3 separate regions of the Mus musculus genome follow, and regions 1 and 3 are each linked to region 2. Evidence: chromatin contacts called from public Hi-C and HiChIP or PLAC-seq data. All regions are on one chromosome and are shown on one strand. The core of a region is the stretch at or near the end of the contact, and the rest is flanking DNA. Distances in the headings are between cores, read along the strand shown.

Region 1 (4,300 bases), core at 1,415-3,914, 310 kb before region 2:
AACTTCAGTTAAAGAAATGCCCCCTTAAGATTGGGCTGTAGGACATTTTCTTAATTAGTGATTGATGGGGAAGGACCCAGCCCATTATGGGTGGTTCCATCCCTGGGCTGGTGGTTCTGGGTTCTATAAGAAAGTGGGCTGAGCAGGCCAGAGAGCAGCCCCGCCTCCCCGCCCCCCCATGGCCTCTGCATCAGCCCCTGCCTCCAGGTTCCTGCCCTGTTTTTGTCCCCGTGCTGACTTGCTTTGCCGATGAAGACTTAAGATTTTTTTGTTTTTTTGTTTTGTTTGTTTTTTGTTTTTCAAGACAGGGTTTCTCTGTATAGCCCTGGCTGTCCTGGCACTCACTTTGTAGACCAGGCTGGCCTCAAACTCAGAAATCTGCCTGCCTCTGCCTCCTGAGTGCTAGGATTAAAGGCATGTGCCACCACGCCCGATGAAGACTTAGAAGCTTAAACAGATTAAACCCTTTTCTCCCCCTAGTTTGCTTTTGGCCTTAGTGTTTCCTCACAGCAATAGAAACCTTAAGACACAATGTACCCTGGATTACCTGGGGTCTATGCTGAGGGGTCCTGAAGGTCCCTGCCCAGCCACCCATTGGAAAGGTCAGTTGACAGTGACAGCAAAGGCTGGGCATCTGCTCTGACCTCGAGGGTTTTGAGTGTGAGTAGCTGGCAGGTCTTAGACTGTTGCTTTCTAGTTGATTATTATTGTAGAACCAGCCAGTGAGGCAAGGCCTGCCAACGATAAGGAAGTGCATGCCGCCCTGGGTTGGTTTTAGTGTCTGTCAAAGCCCATTTACCAAGCATACCTGTTCCCTTCTGGAACCCAATATGAAGCCTGAGGGCAGGAGTCAGAGAAAAGTGTGGCAGATGGCATCAGCTGGTGTCCAAATGCCACACAGAGGAGATGCCAGCTACAAGGCATCATCTCGGTTGCTTATCCTGCTCCTGCAACAAAGGCAACTTGAGAGAGAGAATTTACTTCAGCTCATAGTCCACAGCCGGGGAGTCAAGGGCAGAAGTCAGGGAATGGTGTTTTCTACAGCGGGGATGGGACGTCCCATCCCAGCCAGATCCTCAAGATAACCCACATGTACAGTCCAGATACCTGTCCCAGGTGATTCTAGATTCTGTCAAACTAATGGCTCCAACCATCATGGGGACTTGATAGCATCCTGTCCTTTTCACCTGACTAGATTTATTCAAAGATGGGCTTTGTATCCTAAGGTTTTCTGTTCTCTTTTATTTGCTTGTAGTGTGGGATTTTTGTTGTTGTTGTCGTCGTTGTTTGTTTTGAGATTGGATTTCTCTATATATCCCTGGGTACTGGCTTTGTAAACCAGGCTGGCCGCAGAACTCATAGAGATCCACCTACCTGTGCCTCCCGAGTGCTGGGATTAACGGCGTGTGTTTAAACACAAAGCACAAACACTCATGACTGCACTGTCCTGCCTTGATGTCTTCCTGCCACAGGGAAGCCCTGGGAGAGTATTTGGACGGGAAGAAGGAGAGTGAGGAGGAGCAGAGCAAGAGCTACAAACAGAAAGAAGAGAGCCGCCTGGTACGAGCTGAGCCGGCGGTCGCAGAGTCTCGTAGCCTGGTTTTCATAGGCAGGAAGTATACCTTCTGTGTTGCTGACTCTAGATGGGGCTGTCTCGTTTTGGGGTTCCCTAGGAGTGAGCTTTCAAACTGTAGGTTCCTGTCAGGAAAGATGGCACGTAAGTACAGGTACCCACAAGACGGGGACAGGAGTGCTCTGCTGGAAGACTGGCCTAGGATATGATATGAGCAGGCCTCAGAAACAAACAAGTGAGAAATTGGGGCAGGTTGGGTGGGTGGGGATGACTGGGGTAAAGTGCTTGTGTCAAAAGCACAAGGACTAGATTTCAGATCTCCAACCACATGTAAATGAGGAGTCAGTAGGGTGGCAGAGAGCCCAAAGCAAGCTGGCTTGGAGCTGACTGTGTAAGGCTGGGTGGGTGGCACACGCCTGTTTTAATCCTACTACTTGGGTGGCAGAGGCAAGCAGATCTCTGTGAATTCCAGAACAGCCTGGTCTACAAAGGGAGTTCAGGACAGCCAAGGCTACACAGAAAAAATCCTGTCTGAAAAAACAAAACAAAACATCATGTAGACCAGGCTGGCCTTAGAACCAGTGATCCACCTGCCTCTGCCTCCTGAGCTCTGGTTTTAAAGACATAAGCCACTGTGCTCCTCTCTCTCTCTCTCTCTCTCTCTCTCTCTCTCTCTCTCTCTCTCTCTCTCTCTCTGTTTACATTTAACGTCTCTACTTATGTGCCCCGGGATGTATGTGCTGTGCTGCCTGTGGCAGTCCAAGGACTTGTGGCGTGGGAGTTGATTCCTACAGTGCGGGTCCCGGGGTTGAACTCGCGGCTTGGCAGCAAGCTTACACAGTGAGCCATCTCAATAGCCCAGAATAGTCTAGATTCACAGCTTGCCGCCTCTCTGTTTTCCAGAAACTGACTAAACTCCTGCTCTGCGGGACCGAGTTGGTGACAAATATTCAGGTGGCTGCAGACGTCAGAGAGATCCACAGGAGGGTTGAAGAGGAGGAGACAAAGCGGCAGAGGTAAGGGATGTGCTGCCTTTGTGCGCCACAGTCGCCACGTGACTGCCCTTCCACTCTCCCAGTCCTTGGAGCGAAAATTTGTCCAACCCGGTCTCATGGAATCCCCTTCCTGCTCCGTGTGAACCCACCGTCCTCCTTTCCCCGCTTCTTCCCTCGTCCCTCCCTTCCTCAAGTGTCCCAAGCTGTGTGGGTGTGAATGGAGGGCCGGTCGGTCCCTTGCCTCTGACAACACGGGACACTTAACAGCGGTCTGTTCTAAAAAGGAGATCAAGGAGATCAAGGAATGTAGGAAGTCACAGGAGGAGGCTTTCGGTTGGAGAAAACACAGCAGGAATTTTGGGTTGCACTGGGAAGGCCAAGTAAGGTTTAGGCTGTCGCGTAGGCATCTTAGGCAGAGGCGTGCAATCTCAGAACATGTCTGGGAGTGGCAGGTGCGGCTCAGATGGTGCCTACAGCCCTGGGAATGATTCTTGCAGGTGAAGCCTGTTGAGTAGGAGTTGCTGGCAGAGCGTAGGGGTGGAGGTGGGGGTGTGTGCATGCACCTGAAGTCAATGCTTGCCTCGGTCAGCAAACTTTCCTGTGGCGCTAAAGCTGCTGCAGGATTGATGGAAACCTGGGCTTGGAGCGCCACCCAGTGTTTAACCTGCAGAGGCCACGCCAGCCTCAGATAAGGCAAAGATAAAACTGCATTTAGTGACAAAGTGATGCTTTGTGAGGGAAACACTAGCTTTTCTTCCTCTTATCTGGGCTTCTCTGGTCTTGGTAAACACACTGGGAAACAGTGTGGCTTGTTTTCTGCTATCTGGCATACATTTAGTCACCGGAAGTCATGCTGTAAGGTGCATTTACTGTGCTGAGATTTAGAGGCGTTGTTTAAAGGCCACATGAGAGTGAAGATTTGGAGGTGAAGGCAGAAGCCCCCCATCACCCCCCCAAAATCAACTAAGAAGCTCAACATTTAAATCAATTAAGTGACCAAACCCACAGATAGCTCAGAATTAGGCACATAGAGGCATAGCTTATAAAAGAAACACTGTAATAGGTCCTGTGTGCTCTCAGCTGGACAGTGAGGTACAGGATCATATTCATGTTGTGGTCCCTGCACTAAAGAAGTTTAATCCCAGCCTTTAATACCAACACTTGGGTGACAGAGACAGGAGGATCTCTGTGAGTTTGAGGCCAGCCTGGTCTACAGAGTGAGTTCCAGGACAGCCAGGGCTACATAGTGAAACCCTGTCTTGAAAGAACAAAACAAAACAAAGGGAAGTTGTGGTCTTGTTTAGTGACAGTATAGTCAGCAGCATTGCTCCCGTCTCCGCTCTGATGACTTCCTCTCTGTCACATCATCAGTGCACCCCACACAGGGCCTCTCTGGAATTTCTAAAAGGCATTCCTGACTTCCTTCTCAGACATCCCATTAGTTTAGCTGGGGCGGAACGATCAGACACCAGAGGCTACGCTTGATAAAAAAACCTACATAAGAATTTAAGAGCTGGGTGTGGTAGCTTATGCCTGTATTCATCTCAGCACTTGGAAAGTCGAGGTAGGAGAGGAGCCTCAGTTTTGAAGCCACTCAGGGCCTATGGAGGTCCAGGCCAGCTGGAGACTCTCAACAAAAAGAATGTAGGTACCACTTGTGATGTGGCTGCCAGGTACTGAGACACACTCCCCCCCTGTTCCCCGCTGCAACAGTTCATCATTTTATTAACCC
Region 2 (4,329 bases), core at 594-3,093:
GACTCTAGAGACAAAGACTGCTCTGCTAGTGACATCATGTCGGGCTAGTGACACCAATGTCATTAGTAATGTTTATGTCAGGCAAGTATCCTTGGCCTGAACCTATGGGAAAATAGCCCAGAGTCCTACTGTAGTCGATAAGAACTGTCTCCCATGGGGAATAGGGGTGGGGAGGCCTGGCAGATGGTGTCCCTTTAGGACACAGTTGTGTTTCATCTAGTCTCCAATGTCTCAGGAAACAGTTTTGGATAAATTACTACTTCCTTTGAAATGACACAAAACTAAAAGCACTGTGGGGGACACATAGCTCAGAAGTCACCTCTTGGATCTTTTATCCCTGGTTTCACTGAAAAGAGCACACTCTCGTGAAGAAAAATTCTGGAATGTTCTGTAGGTCCAAGAGCTATCCAACACATAACCCTTCTTACATGAAAGATGTTTCCCTGTCTGTACGATAGCCTCCTATATTTTTGTTCAAGACCCTACTTATAATACATTCTCTACCTCATCTCCCAAAACAGATGTTACAGTCCCTTGAGTGTATACTATACATGTTTACAAGTTCAAGGCAACCAGGAAGAAGTGGTCAAAACACCCTTTTTTTCATACCTGCAGTAATAGGATCTTCAGAAACAGAGGGACTATGTATGGTGGGTCAAATGGCCATCAAGCGTGTTTGGGGGTTTTTGTTTTTACCTGTGGTAGGGCATGAGCTGCCAATCACATGGAACAGGAAGGTAGGCAGCTGGCAGCTGAGAACCCACTCCCCTAGGTTGTTCCCTGACCTCCACATGTACCACATATGCCTTGAAAGTGCCCTCCAATAACACACAAATAAATAAATTTATTTTTTAACAAACTGACAGCCAGTCATGAACTGGAGTCCATCTTGGAGTACACAGTGAGCTGGAAGACAGTCTGGCTTATATAACAAGATCCTGTCTCAAAAACTAATTAATTAAATGCTAGAAGTCCTCTACACACAAACCGAGGTCTGGTCTTTCTGTAGGGATGCTTCTAAACAATATTTATAGGGGTCCTCAGGGGTACGTGGGGAAGCTTAATGCAGGAACTATACAAAAGCCATGGTGTTTTATCTTCAAGTCCACACCCCCAACACACACATATATATAATACACTCATACACACACACACACACACACACACACACACACCACTGCTACTCATAAGCATAACCTTAATCCTTGGCTTCTGTGGTTTCATTTTTCATTTTATTTTAATTATTTGTTTACTTAGTTACTCAGTCTGGCCTCAGACTCCTTATATAGTGGAAACTGGCCTTCATTTTTCAAGTGCTAGGAATGCACACCCAGTTTGTGTTTTAGCTGTTAAACACCCTACTGGAAGCTACAACTCAACTCAAATGCTCCCTTTACTGAAAGATGTGAGCAATTCAACGGGCTGGGATCCCTAGGGACATTTCTCTCAGGACTCCAGTTCTCTGGAGATCCTGGAGAAAAGAGATTCCCACGCTGTAACTATTACCAACTGCCAGTCTCAACCTCTCAAAATTGTTTATAAAATGCTCTAAGATTGCCTAAGCATCTCTACATGACCCCGAGCGCCCATTTTACAAACCGGGAGGCCAAGAGGCTGGGAGCGTACGCTGCAGAAGTACAGGGCTCGCTCAGCATGCATGAGACACTAGCACTACAAAAAGAAAAGGAAGCCGAGCAATGGAAAAGAAAAGAAAATCTGGTAGCCTTGGCCCGGGACCCTGCACTCTGCTTCTCCAGCTCTCCTACCAAAGACCGGTGGCAGCTCCGGGGCGGGGCTAGCGGGCGTGGGGCGTGGGCCAGTGGGGTCATGTGACTCCCGGCCCGGAAGTTCTTGAGTAGGAGACTCCACATCCCGGGTGACCCGGGTTGGAGCTGCTGATTCAAGTGGTCTCTCGTGTCCACCACTATGGCCTGGACTAAGTACCAGTTGTTCCTGGCCGGGCTTATGCTGGTCACCGGCTCCATCAACACGCTTTCGGCAAAGTGAGTCTGGGTCAGACCGGGAGGGACCTGCTGGGCCGGTGGGTGCTGACACCCGGCGCCCTGTCCCCCACCCGTCCGCTACTCTCCAACCCCACCAGCCCTCCACATTACCGAGAGTTCAGTCGCGCTGGTGTGGACGAAGGGGTGAGAGGCCGGGAGAAAGCGGGCATTTGAAGGCCACTTTGATTCGCGGTCACTTCTATCTCTGAGCCTCAGTTCCTCATCTTTGAACCGAAGGGTTGGATCAGTTTCTCCCGGCGGCGCTCTGGCGCTGCGGTCAGAGACTGAGAGACTTCCAGCAGGAGGCTGGGGGCCTGCCTGGGAAGCACCGGTGCTCTTGGAGAGGCCGAGCTGAAGGGATGGGCAAGCCAGGAGGAGGTGGCCATAGGGTCATTCATGGGGAAAGAAAGGGAATAGACAACATCTTGATGCTTAGTTGGGGCTCTTATGTGGGTGGCAGAGGTTTGGAGGCAGGAAAGAGAAAGGCCAGCTCCAAGTTGCTTGTTCACAGCATCAAATGCCCAGCTGGACTTTTTCCCTCCATAATCAGAGGGCACACCACGTCGTTGAACGTGGGAGAACTGAAAAAAGAATCAGTGTGATAAACGCAGAGGTTTATGTGAGGCTGGGAACCACTCTGGCTCTGCTTACAGTGAGAACACCTAGCAGGTGCCATCAAGAGAGGCAGGTGATACAAACCAAAATGAAGCCACAAGGCTGACTGACCCAGAGGATCAAAAGAAAGTGTCTATCTGGAGAAAAGGCTCCTTAACCGAAACCAGAATGGTAGCTGGGTACTTGCACTCTGGTGTGTGGGAGTAAAGGTCTTCAGCTGGTTGGGAGCTAAGGCCCAGGCATCACAAAGCTGAGAAAGTTAATGTGGTCTCCTCCATTGTTGGCAGAAAGGCCTAGCTTTAACTTGACAGTTGTTTGTCAGTTTATCTGCCTCTGCCTCTGCCTCTGCCTCAGGGCAAGGCCTTTCTTTATCTATTTGCATCCAAAATCCTCAGTGTGCATCATCTGTCCTTTGTCCAGTGTGCGTGTGGGCAGCAGCGAACAATGCCCCTCTCCAAGTCTAGCCTCAGTTTCTTACTGGGCCTGGCTAGGAAAGAAAGTTGGTGTGGCGGCTCCCAGTGAAAGGCCTCCAGGCTTGTGCTCTGGCTTTCCTGGGCCTCTGTGCATTGAGAAGCTGGCTGTGAGCCTCGTGTAGCCATTTCATATTTACTTCTCAGGATTCTTGGATCTAACAACAAAGTCTGTCAACGCTGTGAAGTGCCCAGAAAAGACATGGGCACTCATCAGGGTGACTGTAAGGTACCTGCAGTGTGAGAGAGAAGAAGTGGCCGAGAGAAAGTCCCTGTGGAAGAGACACATGTGTGCACATGTGCCCCCTCCCTTCCCCTAAAGGAGGACACAATCTATGCAACCCAGAATAGGACCTATGCAGTTCTTGGGCTTTTCTCTGGGTGTCTTTCAATGAGATTCTCACACTAAACAAGGACTGCTCCTAATGTTGAGAGTGGCTAATGTCTGTCCAGGCTGCTGTCCCCAGGAAGAATCCAAATGGTCATTTACTGCTTAGATAAACCATGCTGACTCAGCCCTTCCTTTGAAAACCTCCAAACCGGTTAGGTAAGAAGCCAAGGAAGCCTCGGTCCCAGGAAGCCCCACCCTTTGAGGCTGCTGGAGAGTCAGGAGGACTCCGAAGTGTCTTAACCTTTGATCCTGTCCTTAGCCCATCACCTTTTGTGTGGCCTCTCAGGAGCCTCAGCCCCAAGTCCTGAGATGGGGCCCAGAGCTGGACTGTAAACATTGTTCTGGAGTAAACAGTGAGAAAGACACTCTGGGAGGAAGAACGTTGGTGGGAGCAACCACCTTACCAGGATGGTATTGGCATTGCTGGCCAGTGGTTTCCTCTAGGTACAGCCAGGGCAGCCAGTGCACAGCACCCAGGCCTACCAAGTTACAGGCCATCTACCTTGGCATTCTTTCACTTGATCTGGGGGAGGAAAGTAGATAGATGGGTTCATCATTCCTAGATGGGAAACTGAGGCACAGAAAGGTTTAGTCATGTGCAGCTCAGTTCCCAAGTGATGACTTCCCTCTGAGTCCAAGTGTTCCAACCCTAGAATCCATGCTCTAACCTCCAGTTAGGGCGGATACCACACCATTCATTTTGGAAGACTAGTTGGTTATCTATTTATCTTTTGAAACACTCTTTCACTGTTTAGTCCCTAGCTAAACAGTGAACCTTCCTGCCTTTACCTCCCAAGTAATGGGTTTGCAGCCATACACTACTAAGCCCATGGACATTTCCTTATTGTTA
Region 3 (4,625 bases), core at 336-2,835, 310 kb after region 2:
TTCCTCCAGTGGCAAGCAGGGTGTTATCATGGTTGAAGCACACAACTTTCTGCAGCGGTTCATTGCTGAAGTCTGTCTGTACTGCCTCCAAATTCTTTACTTTGAGTTCAACCCCTTCGGGGTGAACTTGTGCTCCCGATTTCTTCTCTGCTGGAGGAGCCCCCTTTCTCTGTCGAGGTCCCTGCTCCTTGGAACCTGCAACACAAACAATTTGCCAGGAACCAGATTCCTTTGTTGTTGTTTTTTAAGACAGGGATTTGCTAGGCACCCCAGGCTAGCCTTAAATATCCTCTTGCCTCCACTCCTAAGCTCTGAGACTACAGCTGTGCACCACCTCCCTCAGATGGACCTGAGCATCTGTATTAACTAACACCAGTCCTCTAGTGACCCAAGTACAGACTTCAATGTGACCACTGCCCCACACCTAATCTCTCGTTTTTGGAGACCAAGAATTAGAGCGACTTTTTCCAAAGCTCTTCACCTGACTTCTCCGCTTTACTGCCCTTCTGTTGATGGACCTGGAAACGAAGAAGCTGACACTGGGCATCCTGTCCGGCAGCAAGAATGTCACCAGCAAGCGCCAAATTCATGGTGGCCCGTGTCTCCGTGTCATGAGAGTGCAGCAAGGAAGCGCTCAGGCACCCGTTGATCAGCTCTAGCTGCAGAAAATGCTGTGAGGGAACCAAAGTGGGCAAAGGTCAGGCCAGCCCGGAAGTCACATTAAATCCTAGTCTCTCTCAGTTGTACTTTTGCTTCCCGCACCTCCAGCTCTTATTTTTTGTTTTTTTTTGTTTTTTTGTTTCTTTGGTTGTTGTTGCTGTTGCTTAGAGCTGTATTCTCTTACTGGAGCTTCTTAATTCATACAGCAAGCAGGGTTTAGATTACTAGGTCCAGTTTACAGAAAGAAAAGAATTCCGTCTCCAGCTGCTTGAAGATGGACAAGACAATGTGCCTTCCTGGAAAAGGCCAGCGTATGAGCCCTGGACCAGCTCTCGTAATCCGGCGTGGACAGTCCTGGATTCGCAGACCTGCACAGCTTTCAGTCTAATTTTGGCTGTCTCAACCACTCTGCTCAGGTGAAACCAGCACCCGAACGGCAATCCTGGGTGCTCCCGCTAGAAATGGGTAGGGACTAAATCAGGGGTACTGCTCACCTCTGCATCCCCCGGCCACCCTGGAATCTCCCTGGGCCACGGTATAACCTGTTCTCAGTGGCCCTGCGTTCTCACCACGCCATTCTTTATGCCGGTCTTGGCAGCTCCTCCTCCGCCCGCAGCGATGAGCAGCCCAGTCTTGGGGTCTATCCGAAGCGCGTACAACGGGAACGGGGCCCGGTACAGCTCCACACCCCGGCGCCGACCCATCCCGCCCGCACGTTCACCGCCAACCCCGCGGAACCCACGACATGCCGCGCCTCGCCTCCGAAAGCTCAGGAACTTGGCGCTAGAGTTTTCCGGAAGACTGCCGACCCCTCTCAGCACTGGACTTGCCACCACTCAAACCACCGCAAGCAGCCGATCTGCGCCCGCGCGGCCGACTGGGTCTTGCAGGCGTTCAGTGCGCACGCGCCGAGCTCCTGGGCTCTCTCTGCGCAAGCGCAAGACGCCAATCCGCGTCAGCACTAGCGGGACGCGCTGTCACGGAACCCTGGCGTCGGATCCGGGTCCTAGCCCCGAATGACGATGAAGCTGCCATCTTTGTGTGGGGCGTGGGAGGTGGGGCTAGAAGAGATTACTGAAGATCAGTAAATCGAATTAAAAAGTTCTCGGACTGGGACAGTCCCCACTTCAGGAGAGATACACAGCAGACTCGTACAAGCCGGGCCTTTGTGTGTTACTCCAGGGAGGAAATGGGTTCTCCCGGGTTGTGTGGAGGACAGACACTCCAAAACAGATTCACTGCTTCCTAATATCCTAATATGAAGAAATCAGTCCCCACTTTGAGAGCATCCTCCGCGGTTGATTGGACTCTTTCTTATGGCTTGACATCCACTTCTGGAACATCGAACTCATGGGACTGGCAAGACTTGAGACTAGGCACAAAAACCCACAAAATCCCAGATAAACCGGGCTATTTGGTTACCCTACTATTTAAGTGTTTTTGGAACATGTTCACATTATAGAGATGTAAGGACCATTATTTGAATATGGTTTATATTTTAGTATTTGATGTCTTTTGCGATTCATAATGAGCCCCAGTCAACCATACATGAATTTATACTACCATGGTGTCTTTTGGACCCATATGCAGCTGAACAAACCACGTGATTAGAAGAAGCCAATTTTAGGCCCATTTACTAGCCTTCAGGGAGGAGAGAGGAACTTGACACTGAATTCAGTCACCAGTGGCCAGTATGTGCCCATATGATGAAATATTTGTTTTTAAAACAACCCTAGACAATAGGGATCAATGAGCTCCTGGGTTGGTGGTCTCATGTAGGTGCTGGATGGATGGATGGTGTGCCCAGAGAGGGCAAGGAAGTACTGCATTCTTCACCCTTTATCCTCCATGTACCTTGCCCTACACATCTCTTCCCTTCTGCTAATTCTGAGTTCTATTCTTTATGCTAGAAGAGAAATCCTAAGGAAGATGGAAGTGAGCTCTGTGTGCTGTTCTGACAACTTACCAGACTGACAGAGGAAGTCACAGGGACTTCTGCTTCCCAGCCTGTTATTTAGAAGTACAGATAGATGGTCAGGACTCAAAGCTGGAGACACTGGAAACGATCCTTTAGGATCAGTCCCTTTGATTTATGGGATCTATCCAGTGTGAACACCTGTGGGTGGGTGGTGTTAGAAATTTCGTTCCATTGTTGGACAGATACCTAGTTGGTGTCTTAGAATTGGAGATGTGTCTGAAAACACTCCATATTTGGTTTCAGAGATGTCCTAAGAAGCAGAACTTCTCACTGTGTGAATGAAAAATGACTAGGCAAACTCCAGTTCACACTGGCCGCTTCTCTTATTTTATGTCAGTTCCTGTTTGTAAAACACTGTTGAGCAAGTGAAAGGAAGGTCGCTAAGCACCTGGCAGCCAGGCTCTAATGCAGTTGTTTTGGTTTGATGGTCATTTCCTGTTGTAGATATTATCTACCACATACTCTTCCCACCCAAATTCCTCCAAGTCTAGGCAAGAACATCATGTGCTATTTCTTGTGAACATTCTACTGCAAATGGTTGTTGAGGGGATGGACAAACACTCTAACTGGGGTTGGCTAAGAAAGTTTGATCCTGATGCCTTTCCTTCCCTTTTGTTTTTGTCGGGGGGGTGGGGGGGTGGGGGTGGGGAGCGGCGTTCATGCTCTGTGGTGCACGTGCGCTCAGAGATCATCTTTCAGGGTTGATGACAACTTCCCACCTCTTTTCCTTACTGAAGTGTACGAATTTATCACTGAGCCAAGCAACTTACACTTATAGTGCTGATAAACACCCACTTGGGTTCCTAGATAAATGTGCCCAAATCTCCAGAGGTGAAAACTTCCAGCTCTACCTGGTAGGACTGCTCCTTGGCTGAGATTCAATATAAGCTGTGAACCATGATGTGTGCGTCCTTACAGATCCAGCCTGGCTGTCTGCCTGGGGCATCTCTTGTAGAGAGAGATGCCTGGTTTTGTTACCAGTTTTCATCAGCACCTTTGGCGAATAGTTGCCTTTTACTTTTGTTTATGGGCCAGAAATGACTTGATTCTGAAACTGTTGTGAGAAGTCAAGTGGTCAGCCCACAAGGGCAGAGGGAAGGACAGTTTATTTTTTTGTTTGTTTGTTTGTCTGTTTGTTTGCTTTTCTTTTTACTTGTTTTTTTCCAGACAGGGTTTCTCTGTGTAGTCCTGGCTGTACTGGAGCTCACTCCTTATCAGTCTGGTCTTCATAGAGATCCCCCTGCCTCTGCTTCCTGAGTGCAGGGATTAAAGGGACTAGGGTGTCCTCAAACTCCTAGATAGAAAGGCATATGCCACCATGCCTGGCCTGCTTTTTGTGTTTTTGTTAGTTCAGTTTTGGTTATTTGAGGCAAGGTTTCTCTGTGTATCCCTTGTTGTCCTGGAACTCCCTCTGGAGAGCAGGCTGGCATTTGAACTCACAGAGATCCACCTGCCTCTGCCTCCCACGAGCTGGGATTAAAGGCTTGAGTCACTGTGGGGTACATAGGTTGCACTACCAATCAAGCCCCAGAAATCTCAGGGATCTGAGACAGTAGGAGGGGGGTTGCCTCCTCCCAGTCTCTCATGCCTGCTCTGGAACAAGTAACCATGACCACCAACTGAGAGGGCCTTGGGCACACAGTCATGTATCATAGCACCTCTAGTTCTTCTCCATATTAATGAAGGCTCTAGATAGCCTTAGCTTTCAGCCAATGACCTTCTTGAATATTCTCACGCCTCTACCCCAAAAGGTATATAATCCCTGGTTCACCCCGGAAAAAAAGTGTATGCATCCTCATCCACTCCCAATAAAGTAATATGAACAAGCAAGGATTGTCTCAGAGAGCTGCTTCATGACCGATCACCATGGGAAAGGCCTTTGCCTAAATGAACTGCTGTGACATCATGACTCCAGAAGAAGACCCTTTCTCTTCAGCATTCTCTCCCAACTGGACCAAATCCTGCTCATCCCTGGTCCCCTTCCTGC

The links. A called contact is a pair of places that touch in the nucleus more often than the background predicts. HiChIP or PLAC-seq counts read pairs in DNA pulled down with a chosen protein or histone mark.
Region 1: an H3K4me3 HiChIP or PLAC-seq map of forebrain shows a contact between it and region 2, with 4 times the contacts expected there. The contact joins the enhancer-like site here to the promoter of Slc35f6 in region 2. A contact is called at or near these places in 4 of 39 promoter capture datasets (the C10 cell line, cranial neural crest, hippocampal neurons and 1 more), 3 of 115 datasets of contacts at active chromatin or transcription factors (bone marrow-derived macrophages, embryonic forebrain and forebrain) and 1 of 9 other capture datasets (liver).
Region 3: a Hi-C map of CD8 T cells shows a contact between it and region 2, with 2.8 times the contacts expected there. The contact joins the promoter of Preb here to the promoter of Slc35f6 in region 2. A contact is called at or near these places in 3 of 39 promoter capture datasets (erythroid cells, pre-B cells and stem cell-derived epiblast-like cells), 1 of 484 Hi-C or Micro-C datasets (CD8 T cells), 2 of 115 datasets of contacts at active chromatin or transcription factors (the SCID.adh cell line and embryonic stem cells) and 1 of 9 other capture datasets (liver).

What each region holds. Positions count from the first base shown.
Region 1 is chr5:30,340,192-30,344,491 of GRCm38.p6, forward strand. It overlaps Drc1 (dynein regulatory complex subunit 1), which reads left to right. Exons shown (of 17, transcript NM_001033460.4): 2 at 1,473-1,560; 3 at 2,477-2,589. Among named protein-coding and RNA genes, the nearest start is that of Drc1, 61 kb to the left of the region's middle. Within about 2 kb of position 2,665, at least 31 of the 459 cell types and tissues checked have an H3K27ac peak or open chromatin away from gene starts, as enhancers often do. A contact at or near this core is called in forebrain, where this site is marked.
Region 2 is chr5:30,646,096-30,650,424 of GRCm38.p6, forward strand. Slc35f6 (solute carrier family 35, member F6) reads left to right here and starts at 1,844. Exons shown (of 6, transcript NM_175675.3): 1 at 1,844-2,003. The coding sequence starts at 1,927. It overlaps Mir5625 (microRNA 5625), which reads left to right and starts at 1,841; the gene lies at 1,841-1,920.
Region 3 is chr5:30,958,742-30,963,366 of GRCm38.p6, forward strand. Preb (prolactin regulatory element binding) reads right to left here and starts at 1,586. Exons shown (of 9, transcript NM_016703.3): 1 at 1,230-1,586; 2 at 482-671; 3 at 1-195. The coding sequence starts at 1,364.